Linked DNA regions of Sus scrofa: all the other regions are linked to region 3. The links are chromatin contacts, called in public Hi-C maps. All regions are on one chromosome and are shown on one strand. The core of a region is the stretch at or near the end of the contact, and the rest is flanking DNA. Distances in the headings are between cores, read along the strand shown. Region 1 holds the start of GRAMD2A (GRAM domain-containing protein 2). Region 2 holds the start of PKM (poly [ADP-ribose] polymerase 6). Region 3 holds the start of BBS4 (Bardet-Biedl syndrome 4).

Region 1 (4,556 bases), core at 801-3,300, 340 kb before region 3:
GCTCACACACTTTCACCCTATCTGCCCCAGTGCTAGCTGGCCAGGGGTGCCAGGCGCCCTCCAGAGCTCAGGCTGTGGGGGTTGAGACCTGGGCAAAGGCAGGAATTTACAGGTTCATCCACTGGCTCTTTTTCCCAAAAACCTCTACCTCCAGGGCCCCATGACCTCAGGGGACAGAGACCCCAATTCATGGTGTCACCTGAAACGCCACCTCCCGCCTTCCCTGCCTCCCTGCCCCTTCCCTAGCTCCAAGAATTTTGCTTCCTCCGAGGGCGAGGGTGGAAGAGATCTTGAGGCTGAGAGACTGGCCCCAGCCCGCCCGACCGGGGCCGTCCTGACGCGCAGGTGCGGCCGTCGTGCTGGGGCAGCTCCACGTTGCCTCCTGGGCAGCTCAGCGCCGCTACAATTGCACACCCGGTTAGGCGAGGAGAGAGGCTGACCCTTCCAGGGGCCAAAAGGAATGCCCCGGCCCTTGGGTGGGGGGCAGTCAGGACTTGGGGTCGATATGGCTGGGGAATGAATGAATGACCGACCAACGACGGCGGAGAAGGGTGGTGGTGGACCCTGGGAGGTACCCCGAGGAGGGTGACCTCCGCCTCCCTGATGCCGCCCAGACGTGCCTCATCCCCAGGGTCAGGGGGTGCAGCACGAAGCGCCGACAGACGGACATCCCGCCTCCACGCGAAGACCTAGCAGCCCAGGAAGCGCTCGGGCCCGCGCAGCGCAGTTTTGGAGCTGAGCCCGCATTCCGGCGGCTGGGAAGTGTCTGCCCCGCGGGCAGAAAGCTCGGAAGTGCGGCGGCCGCCGGTCCAGTCGGACAGCGTCCCTTCGAGGCGGCCTCTGGGACCCCGCGCGGTCCGCGAGTCACAGACCCTTACCTGCAGGACTCCGCAGCCTCGCCTCGGCTCACGGCAGTCATCTCGGAGCCTCCAGGTCGGTGGAAACATCGCGGCTGGATTGAACACTCACCCACGATCTCCTCGGAGGACACGCCCCCGAACGCCCATTGGCTGCCCGTGCGGGGCGGGTCCAGCCCATTGGCAGTTCCTCCCTCTCTCCAGATCTAAGTGGGGTCCCAAGTTCTGCTCGGATCCTACGGCTCGGTCCACCCGATTGTCCGTCTGGGTCTACTCTTCACAGCGAGGGCCTTAGGTGCCTGCTCCACGTTCTTCCTCTTTAGCGCATTAGCCTTGGAGCCCGAGGCCTCTGCAGCAACCAATTCCCGCCCGCCTCCAAAACCTCCCAAACCTAAGTTCCAGGGCAGTTTCAATTTCTCTTCACAATAGAAGAGGATATGAGTAGGGAACACCAGAGGGAATTTTGAACAAGAGTCGGATGTCGGATAGCTCCGGAGATGAAATGATTCATGTACTTTTCCCAGAGTTGGGGGCTTGGCAATCTCCCCAAACAGAACGCTTTCGGAGGTCTCTAGGGAGGGACCGCAGATGGCCAGAAATCAAGAGTGGGGCAGCACAGGTGAAGAGATCAGATTGGTGGGGATGTGGCAAACTGACCTTTGGGCCCTTTCCCTCAAATCCCCACCAGGAAAGGGTTGGTCCTTGGGACTGGTCTGGAGAAAAGGTGCAAGCCAGATGCAGTTTCATGCCCAGCCCTCTCCCCTCCCCTTGGCCCTGCTTTATTATGGAAGGTGGGCATTAGAAAACAGAAGGAACACAAAAGCAGCCCAGGTTTCCATAAATTTTCTGGAATCTGGCCTCATCCTTCCATTAGAGGCCTCTACTCCAGGAGAACCTAGGGGGAGGGGCAGGGCAAGGGCCATCTCACTCGCCAGTTTACTCAGGAGCAGGAGGAAGAGGACCTTTTTGCTGCCTTCTCTGAGCTTTTAGATCCCCGGGTGATGCAAAGGGTAACGTGTATCCTCAAGACAGTCAGCAACGGCTTTCCCAGCACCTCAGCACGGTGGGAGACAGGATGGCAGGTGGCTTAAGTTGTTAACACAGGAGTACACAGCCACAAGGCTGTTGCCATTTTCACCCCACTCAGAGGGCAGGGTTCAACCACCCCCTTAATCATCAGAAAAGAGAGGAAACAGGTGCTTCAGCTGTTGTTTATTGACATACAGGTAGACTCTATAGCAACAGGCCTGGAGGCGGCTGCAGTAGTCGGGGAAATGGGAGGTGGAGGGTGGAGTGTTTGTCTGCAGCGGCAGCTAAATGGAGTGAAGGAACAGAAGTGCACAGTGCACAACAAAGGGGGAGTGAGGGAGGCTAAGGGGGTTGGAGAAGTAAGTAAGGGCCAGGGCCAGAGTCTGCTTAAACTGGAACCACTGCTTCATGCCCCATGCCCTAAGGCCCCTGCTCTTTGCTGATTCCAGGCCAGGGCTGGGAGTTCTCTGGGTATCCATTTTCTACAGAACTACAGGAGTACACAAAGGAAGAGAAGCAGGAGCTGTTGCCCTCTGGGGACTCCAGTCCTGCCTGCACCCTTCCTTCATCCCTTGCTTGGATGGGGATACTTGATGGGAGGTCCAGCTCTGAACTACCCCACCCAAGCAGGGTCTTAAAAACAGCCATGTTTCACAGAGGTGTCCCTGGGTCCCAGCCCACCAGTGCCACACACGGCCCCAAGTGAGCACTACAAGCATTTCTGGCCTAATGGATGGATTGAGGGAGGGGGATGGGATGGGGCTGGAGTAGGGGCTGCAGGGTGCATCACGGCACAGGCACTACGCGCATGGTGTTGGTGAAGCCGGAACCAGGGCGCCACCCGGTCAGCACAATGACCACATCTCCCTTCTTGAAGAAGCCTCGGGCTTTGCCTGGGGAAAAAGAGGAGAGAGGCGGGTGAGTAAAAATCATGCCAGGAAGGTATGCACCTGCAAGACGGCCCCACAATCAAAAATAGCAAGAAGGACAGGCAGGCCTTTACTTCCTTATACCCACAAGGTGGCGCCAGCCCCACAGCCCTGATATTTCCTTATCATTCAGAGCAGAGCTGGCAGGGACCTTTGGACAACATTCATTTTCTACTCTAGAGGGTGGAGAGCCCAGCTCAAGGTCACAGCTATAGCTGCTTCCTCTGATCCCACAACACTCTGCTCTTATACTGGACAGAAGCCATATGTGGGCTGCCCCACAATGCAGGAGCTCTGGCTAAATTTATGAAAAATCTCAATAATGAGCAGATGCTAAAGAATGAACAACCCTAGCTCTCCAGGATCCCTTGCTTTGGACCCCAGACTAGAAGAGAGTGAGGAGAGAAAATGGGTGGATCAGACCCTCCTGGTCTCAGCCCAGAGGCTTCAGGGAATGGGATGGAGGATTCAGAGAGAACATTCAGCATTAGAGAGGGACACCTTCCCCAACCCCCACCTCTAGCCCTTGCTTCCCAGCCACGCACCAACATTCATGGCCAAGTTCACCCGGAGGTCCACGTCCTCGGCCCAGGCCTCCTGCACTGGGTCCTTACACACCACGGGGAAGATGCCGCGGTACAGGTGGGCCTGGCGAGCTGTCTGGTGATTCCGGGTCACAGCAATGATGGGGGCTCGGGGGCGGTACCTAGCCACCTGATGTGCAGACCTGAGATGAGGGACAGGCAAGACCATTAAACAGTGTCCCAGGAAGCCCCTCAGGGCCTTTAGCAAGAGCTCACCCTCTAATCCAACTCACCATGCCAGCCTAAGGCTCTGACCAGTTCAGTATCTGCTCCCAAGGCTGGGCAGCCCCTCATCCTTTATCTTCCACAGCATATAGCTCTTCTTCACAGCTGTGCTCTCCATCTATGCTGCACCCCTCCCCACAGGCCTGGGCCTGGGGATCATGCTGACCCAGCCTGGTCAGGCTCACCCACTTACCCACAGGGCCCATAGTTGGCAGAACCCCCCTTCCCTGAATTTTTCCATTCTGGCACAGGGAGGCAGCCCTGCCCAACCTCACCACACCCATTTCTTTTGCTGCCAGCAACACTACATACAAGCCAAGCAGCATGTGAATAGCACCTGACTCTTGACATCTACATAAAACAGGAGCAGAGCCCACCAGTCCCCCTGAGACTTTATAACGCAAGCCTTCCCTTCTGCTGTGCCCTCTCCCGACCTCACATGACCCCTGAAACAGTCCCAGCAACTGGGCTGTAGAGCTCAAGTAAAACCCAAGCGAGGTTTAGAAATATAGGTGCTACCCAGGAGTCAAGACCAGGAGATTGGAGTGCTTAGCAGGGAAGGCTTTGCCTGTGGAGGCTCCTCTGGAGGGGTGAGGGCCCCCCCCCTTAAAACCCTAATGCCGGCACTTCTTTCAACACTGACACTATGCACTTGTAGCTGCAGATGTGTCTTAGGGGTTGGAAGGGCTTGCAGGGGGAACTGGGCCCCAGAAGGCAAGCTATGAGGGCACTCAACAGGTGTCAGGGAAACTTAAGCCATGTCACAGCAGAGAATGCCCTGCTTAAGGGCTGGCCTCCATACAAGGCTTTCGGAGGGAAGCAAGTGCTGAAGTCAGGACCCACTGAGTGAAATCCCAGAAGACTGGAGTTAAAAATAGCCAAGTAGCAAAGGTTGGACCTTTTCACAAAGGTCAACCCTAATGGTTGGAACT
Region 2 (4,765 bases), core at 607-3,106, 280 kb before region 3:
ATTCATGGAGTTCCTTTTGTGGCTCAGCAGAAACAAACCCAACTAGTATCCATGAGGATGTGGGTTCAATTCCTGGCCACGCTCAGTAAATTAAGGATCTGGTGTTGCCATGAGCCGCAGTGTAGGTTGCAGACATGGCTGGGATCCCATGTTGCTGTGGCAGTGGCATAGGCCAGAAGCTGGAGCTCCAATTCGACCCCTAGCCAGGGAGCTTCCATGGGCTCCAGGTGTGTTCCTAAAAGGCAAAAAAAAAAAAAAAAAAGAGTAAATTCTCAGACCTCATACTGAAACCTACTGAACTAGAAACTTCAGAGATGGGATGTTTTAACAAGCCCTCCAAGTTATTCTGATGAATGATAAAATCTGAGACCACTGTTCTAAATCCTTGTGTGTTCCAAGGGCTTGTGGTCTGTTCCTCGGATACCAATTTAAACCTGGTAACTGACCCAGAATGGGGACCTAAAGCACAATGCCAGGGCAAACAACATAGCAGTCCTTCAGCCAACAGTGCTGCCTGACCCATTACAAACAAAATGCACAAGGAAACTGCAGCTGAAGTTCTTAGAGATGAAATGCTTGATATCTTTAAATATTCAAATCTTAATTTAAATATTTCCTTTTTTATTGTCTTTTTAAGGCCACACCTGCAGCATATTGAGGTTCCCAGGCTAGGGGTCCAATTGGAGCTGTAACCACTGGCCTACACCACAGCCACAGCCACGCCAGATCCGAGCCATGTCTTCGAACTACACCACAGCTCACGGCAACACCAGATCCTTAACCCACTGAGCAAGGGCAGGGATAGAACCCACAACCTCATGGTTCCTAGTCGGATTCGTTTCCACTGCACCACGATGGGAACGCCAAGATTTGCTTTAAAATACTATTCCAGCACAAATAAAATGGGGAACAGATGAAATGTTCAGATGAAAATCATAAAATGTTGATTACAAACGAAGCTGAGTGATAAGTACACAAGGGTTTGTAAACTCTCTACTTTTGTATATAGTTGGAAATTTTCATTCTAAAAAGAAAAACAAACAAACCCAGAGGCTACTTTCATACTTTTTAAGGAGTCTCCTATCAACTCTAAATGTGAAATGAAGAGTATCACTGAAACTCTCTAACTTGCTGTTCTTCCAACATATCAAGCATATTCCCACCACAGGGTCTTTGTGCCTGCTTGCCACTCTTCTTGGAATGCTTTTCACCCATATTCACTGGGCTTGCTCCTTTACTCTTTCAGATCTCTGCTTGAAGATCACCTTGACTATCCTACATAAAACAGTAAAATCACAATACACAACACACTAGCACTCTCCAAACCCTTTCCTTGCTTTATTTTTTCCTACAGCACTTACCACTCTATGACAAAATGTTTGTTTATTGTATTTACCTCCCATCAGAATGTAAGCTCTACGGTGGCAGAGGCTTTGAGCATTTTCACTGTCTGTACTGTCAGTCCCTCATAACATAGCTAATTGAATGAGTGAATGAATGAATGAACTGTGACCTAAGCCAAAGGGGAGATAAATACAAGAACCTAAACACATCTACACATAGACAAAACCATACAAAAATGATTTTAAAAAGCAAGACTCCATTCACCTTCAAGAGCAGCTGAGAACCAAACTATGAAGATCTGGGGTGGGGTTTGTGAGATTTGAAAATAAACAGGTGCTGATCTGGACGGTCTCAGAGGAACAAAGAGGGAGGCATTAATGTCCTGGATGACAATGGTGTAGCCCAGAAGTGCCAACTTTCTCAAGCTCTTTGCCACTGTGCCACTGTAGAGGTCAAGAAAGCTTAGTCTCTCTCCAAGGGCTGTTGCTGCTTGGTTTCTGCTGTTACCACAAGGAGAAAAAAGTAGTTCAGAGAGAATTTTTCCTGTCCAGTGAAGAAACAATTTAGAGACTACCATCTTTTTCAAACTAGGCTGTATATAACCTATTTTAAACTTTTCACACTACAGATAGAGTATGCAGGTGCAGGGACGTCAAGCAACTTGCTTAGGGTCAGAAGTATAATAGCGTACAGTGGAACTGGGGACTATAGCACATTTGTCAGATTCTAATGACATCCACTCTTCCAGTGATGAGATTACAACCCAATTAAGGGAGCTGTTAATGAACTAGTAAGAAAGACCTATTTGATTTATCTAAACGAGGTAATCAAGGGAACCCTTTCAAGAAAAGCCAAGTCAAATACTGACTGTATGAAGAATGCCCAGAGAAGGGTGTCAGCGCTAGAGAGCAGCTAACAAAAAATTTGCATAAGAATAGGCCAAAAGTAAATAAGCATCAAGTCCGGATCACAAATGTCCTGGCCTAGGTCCAAAAGCGCTTCTCCGCGTGACAACTTTGCATCTAGTCAAAGAAGCCTCCGATCTCAACGTTTGATCCCGGCTTGGCGGTCCTGGGAAAGAAGGTGACTCCGCTCTGCAGCGAAGTGCTCCTTTCAAAAAGCCTAGGCCATGGAACAAAGAGTGCGGGGGAGAACCCACCGCCCGGCGATGCCCGCTTCCCAGCGCTATCTCGTGTACCCGGCGGAAGAAGAGGCCGGGGTGAGCCCCCAACATTGGCCGCCACTCGTGCTTCCAGAACAGGCCCTCACTGAGGCCTCCCTTGGGGAAGCACTTAGAGCTCTTCTCCGGTTTCCCCCGGAGACCCCGAAGACACCCAACACCTGCCTCCCGGGGAAGAAGCTCTGAGCCCGATCTGTGTCGCCAGCCGCCCGGCCATAAGCGAAGCCTGTTAAACTCAGAAGGCCTCTCAGAGCCACCGGGTCCAAACCCTTCACTTCCTCCACCCTGGCCCCGCACCCTTCCCGCGGCTCGGCCGCCCCGCCCCGTCCCCGTGGCGGCCGCCCCACAAGCTGGCCTCGCGAGTACTCACGGCGACCCCGGGCCGCGCGCGGCCGCCGCTGAGGGGACGAGCGGCCCGGGACGCCCCGCGGGGGCGGAGCGGCAGGCCAAGGGGCGGGGGCCGGGGCCGGGCGGGAGAGGTCGCGCACCCGCACGCCTCGTCGTTCCGTCACGGCCGCGCTGAGCCACTCTGCGCACGCTCGCGCGGCGGGCACCGTGGCCACGTGGTCCGCTTCGGACCAACTGCCACGCGGCCTGCCCCTGGGCACGCCCCCGCCCCCGACGCCAGGCTTGAGGTGCCTGCGCAGTGGTTGCCGTTTGGGAGGAGGCACGGAGCAGGGGGGGCGCCTGCGCTGTGAGTCGGCGGCGGATGTGTAGAGAAACAAGAGGGGCCCTGAGAGGGCGGGGAGAGCCCGCTGAACCAGATGGTTGGGCGCCCCATGCGGTTGGGAGGAAGGAGCAGGGAAAGCACTCCGGAAGCCTCTTTGGAGCCCAGGCGGCGATAGAGATTGAGAAGGTACTCTTGAGACCCTCTTGACTCCAAGAATCTCTAGTTTGTAATACCTCAGGGTCTTTTAATTCTTAAGTTTAATTCATTTGCGCCCCTGGTAGCTGTGGTGTGCTGGAAAGCACTCTGGCCTTATATTCAGAAAATCTGGATTCACAACTTTCTTTCAGGACTTACTCTTTCAGCCTTGAACCAAGACTTTCACTTTCTAGAGTTTCCGTCAAGTCTTAATTTTCTCATCTGGGAAGTGGGGACAATAATACCTGTTTAATAGGGCTCTTGTGGTGAGGATGAAATGAGAAGGTATGTCGAATTGTATGAATGTGCATTTGACTCTTCATATTTTACAAAACAAAAAATTTATATGGTTCAGCCTAACACATATAAATGGAAGCTGTTGACTGGTTATTGTGGTTATTGACCTCAGACATGGCCAGACCTCCCTTCGTCCTTACCAGAATCAGGTGTTTTGGAGTTACTACATGCTCGTTTTTTCCATCAGCACTATTGGGGAAGGCTTATTGTCTATCTACTTCCCTCTTTTTAGCTAAACACAGCATACACAAGGAAGCTTTGGCTCTGAGTGATATAAACACATGACATATGCAGCCCTCCTGAGCCGGCCTCAGTCAGAATTTTCCCAATGATGTTTTTTACATTTGGATGTCCTCAGCATCTGCCTTCTCACTCCTTTCTCCCTTTGATGCCACTACTTTTCTCACCTGGCCTCTCAGCCTGGGCCACAACACTGCTTTAGTATTAGTTTGTTACACACATTTTGTATAATAACTGAAAAAAAGTGAGGGAATAGGGAGTTCTCCTTGGGGCTCAGTAATAACAAACTCAACTAATATCCATGAGGACACGGTTCAATCCCTGGCCTTGGTCAGTGGGTTAAGGATCTGGCATTGCCATGAGCTGAGGCATAGGTCTCAGGCGTGGCTCAAATCTGTCATTGCTACAGCTGTGGTGTAGGCCAGGAGCTGCAGCTCCATTGGACCCTAGCCCAGGAACTTCCATATGCTGCAGGTGCAGCCACAAAAGGCAAAAAAATTTTTTTAAAAAATGAGTGATATAAAATCAGAGGATTTGAAGACAGGCCCAGAGTGTAGAAGTTCAGAATAGTTGGGGAAGGAGTTGGCTCTGCTCCCTAAAACAGCTCACTGGCAAGGGCTCTGTGGCAGCTTTGGGGAGCCAAACATACAGGGGAATGTATGAATAGAAGCACTTGGTTGTAAGCATGGGAGGTCTGTCCCCATGAGTGAAATGTCAGAATCCAGTATACCATAACCTTCCAGAATTTCCCCTGCTCACTCCCTCCCATTTCACACCACCAGCTCTTTTACTCATCATGAATCACATGAGTCACAACTGCCTCATAGTTGATCAAGATT
Region 3 (4,830 bases), core at 632-3,131:
GGGATCTCAGTTCCTTGACCAGGTCTTGAACTCCGATGGCAGAGGTGAAGGCACTAAGTCCTAACCACTAGACCACCAGGGAACTCCCTGCCTTCTCTTTTATTTGCACAGATCCCATGTACATTTTTCTGCACTTTGTTTTTATGTGTTAATAATATATCTTGGTGGAGTTCCTGCTGTGGTGCAGTGGGTTAAGAAACTGACTGCAGCAGTTTGGGTCACTGTGGAGGTGTAGGTTTGATCCCTGGCCTGGCTTAGAGAGTTAACAGATCTGGCATTGCTGCAGCTGCGGTGTAGGTCATAGCTGTGGCTTGGATTCATCCCCTGGCCCAGGAATTTCCATAAGCTACAGGTGGGGCATATATATATATATATATATATAGAGAGAGAGAGAGAGAGAGAGAGAGAGACCGTGTGCACAATTCTACATAAAAATGTAAATAGTTCCTTTTTCATGTATCATGCAGTATGGGCTCATCACACTTTCTTTAACCTCAATTAGTGGGCATTAAGGTTGTTTTCAGACTTTGGTTGTTATAACAATGCTGCATCAAATAACTCTGTATTTAAAGTCCTCTCCCACATTTATACCCATAGAATATATTCCTAGAATTAGTATAATGAAATTAAAGGTTATGTTATGTGCATTTTTAATTTGGGTAGTTATTCCAAACTGCTGTCAATTTACATCTCCACTAGCTACAGATGAAGAATATATGCATGTTTACTCACAACTTGGTGAAAATTTTTGTTCTCTGCCAATGTAAGAGGTGGAAAGTATCTTTTGGAAACTTTAATTTGCATGTTTTTTCTTCCTTACAAAGTTATATTTTCATATGTTTAAGAGCTATTTGTATTTGTTCTTTAGTGAACTATTTCTTCATAAACTTTGCTTATGTTATTATTCAATGTGTGATTTCCTCGCTATACTCTAAAGTCAGTGCTCCTGGTGTAGAGTTCCAATGTATTTTGTCACAGGGCTTCTGGTACTGAAATGAATGAAGCTCAAAGAAACGCCTGGCTCAAGTCATGCAGTAGTCAAATCCAGACTACTAAGTATTGACTCCAAAGCCCAAGTATTTCCACAATCACTCAGTGCAAAGACTAAGCATTTAATTCACCACACCAGGTCCCAGAAAGGTACGAAGGCTGAAATGTGTTGCAAAGTGAAGACTGTAGCAAAAAAGGTGAACAAATGCCTATATACAGTAGCAGCAGTTTTCAGATTTTACCGCCATGCAGGAACCCAGGCACGTTGTGGCATCTTTATTCATCGAGGCTAGATTTTTGGGTTTCTTATGAAATCTTCTAATTCTTAAATATTTGCAGTCAAAACAAGGCTGCGTTTAAATGCAGCCCACCAGCTGCTAATTTGCAAACCCTAGCGTAAACAAAAGTGGGAGGCCGACGGGGCAGACCATACCGTAGCCAAGAAACAAGGAATTTTTATCTAAGGCGAAAATGAAGTTCTGGGTCCTAGGGTTTGGGGTTGAGGGCCGGGGCTTCCGGAAGAAGGCTAGAAATAAACGCTGGGTGGCGTTAAAGCAGGGCAGGGCCAGATGGGGCTGGCCACTCCACCCAGCGCTGTGGGGGGGGGGGGTCTCGCAAACAGCGTCCACACGATGGAGTGGGGCGGTAAGCGCTGGCCGGGATGAAGGAGACCACTGGCTGCGTATACCCTCACCGGCTCCTTTAAAGTCAAGTGGACTGCAGCAAAGTGCCCAACTCTTGCCTCTTTTCTGGAATCCTGGGCCTCCCAGGCAAAGCCTTCCGCTCGGCGATCTACTTCTTACCCTGCTTCCAGCTCCCTCCCTACTCCCCCAGTCCTATGATTTCCGTTTGCCTGGTTGTCTGGGAAACCGCCGACTTCCGGCCTCGCATTGTGGGGGCGGAGCTAAGATGGCTGAGGAGAGACTCGCTACGGTGAGCGCTAAATTTCTGTTTAGTATTCCGGCCGCCAGGCAGGGTTGGGCAGGGGTAGGCCCGCCGGGGCTGGGCGGAGCGGCTCCGGAGCAGAACGGCCAGGCAGGCTGGTGGGCAGGCAGTGTCCCACGCCGCTGCTGCTGGGGAAATGTGGAGCTGAGGCGGGAGCGGTTAGTCTCCTGGGAACTGCTCGGCCAGGGGACAGGCTGAGTTCTCTGCAGTTCTGGGCCTGTGCTAGGGCTAGAGCCCCTCTTGAGGTGCTCTGGCTGGAAAGGGGAGATTTTCATCAGAAACGGCTCTTTTCCTAGCCCCATACTTTCTGTCTCATGAGGTTTGGAAAGGAAGCACTACACACTGTGCAAAACAGTTTCTGTTAATCCCCTGGATTAGACATTGAAGGAAACAAATCCTGGAAGCTTTCTGCGTCACTACCTTCTGCCGGTGGGGCGGGACAGTTTTCTCAAGTTTAGGAAAAGACTGTTTTGGGATTCAGCTGGTCTGAATTAGGTGTTGTTGATTCAACCCCACGTACTGCTAATACAAAATAGCTCAGGTTAATTCAGGATGGCCCAGTAATAGTTACTTTTGAGGCGTAAATTCATAATTAGATCTAACTTCTGTAACGTTCCAAGTGTGAAACTGTCCACTTTTTTTTTTTTTTTTTTTTTTTTCCTTTTTAGAGCTGAACCTATGGAGTACGGAAGTTCCCAGGCTAGGTGTCCAGGAGGAGCTTCATCCACAGCAACACCAGATCTAAGCCACGTCCCCAACCTATGCTGCACCTTGTGGCAAACTGAATTCTTAACCCACTGAGTGAGGCCAGGGATCTAACCCACATCGTCATGGATGCTAGTTGGTTTTGTAACCATCCGAGCCACAATGGGTATTCCAAAATCAAATTATTGTAGTGTAATCAGAAAACTCAGAATACAGACTGGGAGACCTAAAGCAAAGATTTTTGTTAATTAAAAAAAAAAAAAGCATTATTAGTTCTTCTAGATTTTAGACATTGAAAACATAATAAAATCCTTGACCTACATAAATGTTAGGTATAACGGTAATATGACATTGCTGGAAACATACCTTATTCTCTAGTTCTCATTGCTGGTACAGGTTGGTGTTGATGAACAGAATATGAATGTGATGGCAGAATTTTCCTGTATTTTTGAGTCTCTGATAGCATATTAAAGAGAATGACTTTCTTGTTTTGATATAACTTCAGGACTTCAGTCAAAAGTTAACTATTTTCAGGAGTTCCCGTCGTGGCGCAGTGGTTAACGAATCCGACTAGGAACCATGAGGTTGCGGGTTCGGTCCCTGCCCTTGCTCAGTGGGTTAACGAACCGGCATTGCCGTGAGCTGTGGTGTAGGTTGCAGACGCGGCTTGGATCCCGCGTTGCTGTGGCTCTGGCATAGGCCAGTGGCTACAGCTCCGATTGGACCCCTAGCCTGGGAACGTCCATATGCCGCAGGAGCGGCCCAAGAAATGGCAAAAAAAAAAAAAAAAAAAAAAAAAAGTTAACTATCTACAGTATTATCAAGCTTATTGTTCACAGTGGAAGTGTATGGTAATCTTACCTTGCAGGTTATCACTGCATGGAAACTTTTTTTTTCTTTAAATGATTTTTATTTTTTCTGTTATAGCTGGTGTACAGTGTTCTGTCAATTTTCTGCTGTACAGCAAAGTGACCCAGTCACACATACATATATATACTTTCTTTTTCTCACTTTATCCTCCATCATACCCCATAAGTGACTAGATAAAGTTCCCAGTGCTGTACAGCAGGATCTCATACTGCATGGAAATGTGAACTTCAGTTTTTTGGAAGTGATAGGGCATCTTGTAATAGAACTAAAAGACTTAGTAGTGCCACTCCTAGACTATATCCCATTGAAATAAAAGCAAAACATAAGCACCTGGTCCATGGTACTCCTTATAGTACCGTTAATAGTGGCAAAAAGCTGGAAACAAATGCCCATTAGTAGAGAAATGGATGATTCCTGGTATATCTATACTGAGGAATATTATGCAACCATTAAAAAGAATGTTAGAAGTATGTATATTGATGTGGAAGGACTTCCATGGTGTGTATTTAAGTAAAAGTTGTGGAGTGGGGTATTAAAAAACAAAACTCAACTGAATACATTTTATTTTATTTATTTTTTGTCTTTTATCTTTTGTTTTTTTTAGGGCTGCACCTGTGGCATATGGAAGTTCCCAGGCTAGGGGTCCAATCAGAGTTGTAGCTGCTGGCCTACGCTAGAGCCACAGCAACGCCAGATCCAAGCTATGTCTGTGACCTACACTATGGCTCACGGCAACGCTGGATCCTTAACCCACTACATTATGGCTCACGGCAATGCTGGATCCTTAACCCGCTGATTGAGGCCAGGGATCAAACCCACAACCTCATGGTTCCTAGTCAGATGCATTTCTGCTGTACCACCTCGGGGACTCCCCTCAACTGAGTACATTTTAAAGATCATATTGGCTTTATTCAGTGATTCATGAATCAGCATCTAATCTAGCAGACAGAAAAGCGCTTTGAGGAACTGTACAAAATAAAAGACTTTTATAAGCAGAAGGGAGCAGGAACAGGAAGTTATAGACAAAAAAATGGGTTGGTTATTGCAGGGTCACTTTCCTTTAGGTGATGGCAGAAGTATGTCAGGCAGATCACATAACTATTGCTGATCAGGTGATTCCTGATTGACTGGTTTAAGATTCCATTTCTGGGAAAATTAAAACTGTAATTAAGTCTTTGTTTGGTGACATGGGATTTAGCATACCTGACTCCATGTTGCCTTGTGATTTTTTAACAGGGGTATATTGTGTTATCTTAATTTTGTGACAAAAGGAAAAACACGTGGATCTGTAGATATAGATATATAGATGTGGAGGAGAGA

What was found. A called contact is a pair of places that touch in the nucleus more often than the background predicts.
Region 1: a contact with region 3 is called in a Hi-C map of retroperitoneal adipose tissue, with 1.9 times the contacts expected there. The contact joins the promoter of GRAMD2A here to the promoter of BBS4 in region 3. A contact is called at or near these places in 2 of 47 Hi-C or Micro-C datasets (heart right ventricle and retroperitoneal adipose tissue).
Region 2: a Hi-C map of liver shows a contact between it and region 3, with 6 times the contacts expected there. The contact joins the promoter of PKM here to the promoter of BBS4 in region 3. A contact is called at or near these places in 2 of 47 Hi-C or Micro-C datasets (heart right ventricle and liver) and 1 of 2 datasets of contacts at active chromatin or transcription factors (alveolar macrophages).

Annotation. Positions count from the first base shown.
Region 1 is chr7:61,030,277-61,034,832 of Sscrofa11.1, reverse strand. It overlaps GRAMD2A (GRAM domain-containing protein 2), which reads right to left and starts at 2,050. Exons shown (of 12, transcript XM_013978113.2): 1 at 879-2,050. The coding sequence starts at 919. It overlaps PKM (poly [ADP-ribose] polymerase 6), which reads right to left. Exons shown (of 32, transcript XM_021099107.1): 31 at 3,361-3,542; 32 at 2,055-2,779. The coding sequence ends at 2,673.
Region 2 is chr7:60,970,098-60,974,862 of Sscrofa11.1, reverse strand. PKM (poly [ADP-ribose] polymerase 6) reads right to left here and starts at 1,856. Exons shown (of 32, transcript XM_021099107.1): 1 at 1,609-1,856. LOC102166620 (a long non-coding RNA gene) reads left to right here and starts at 3,142. Exons shown (of 5, transcript XR_001297909.2): 1 at 3,142-3,380.
Region 3 is chr7:60,690,379-60,695,208 of Sscrofa11.1, reverse strand. It overlaps BBS4 (Bardet-Biedl syndrome 4), which reads left to right and starts at 1,881. Exons shown (of 16, transcript NM_001244787.1): 1 at 1,881-1,923. The coding sequence starts at 1,900.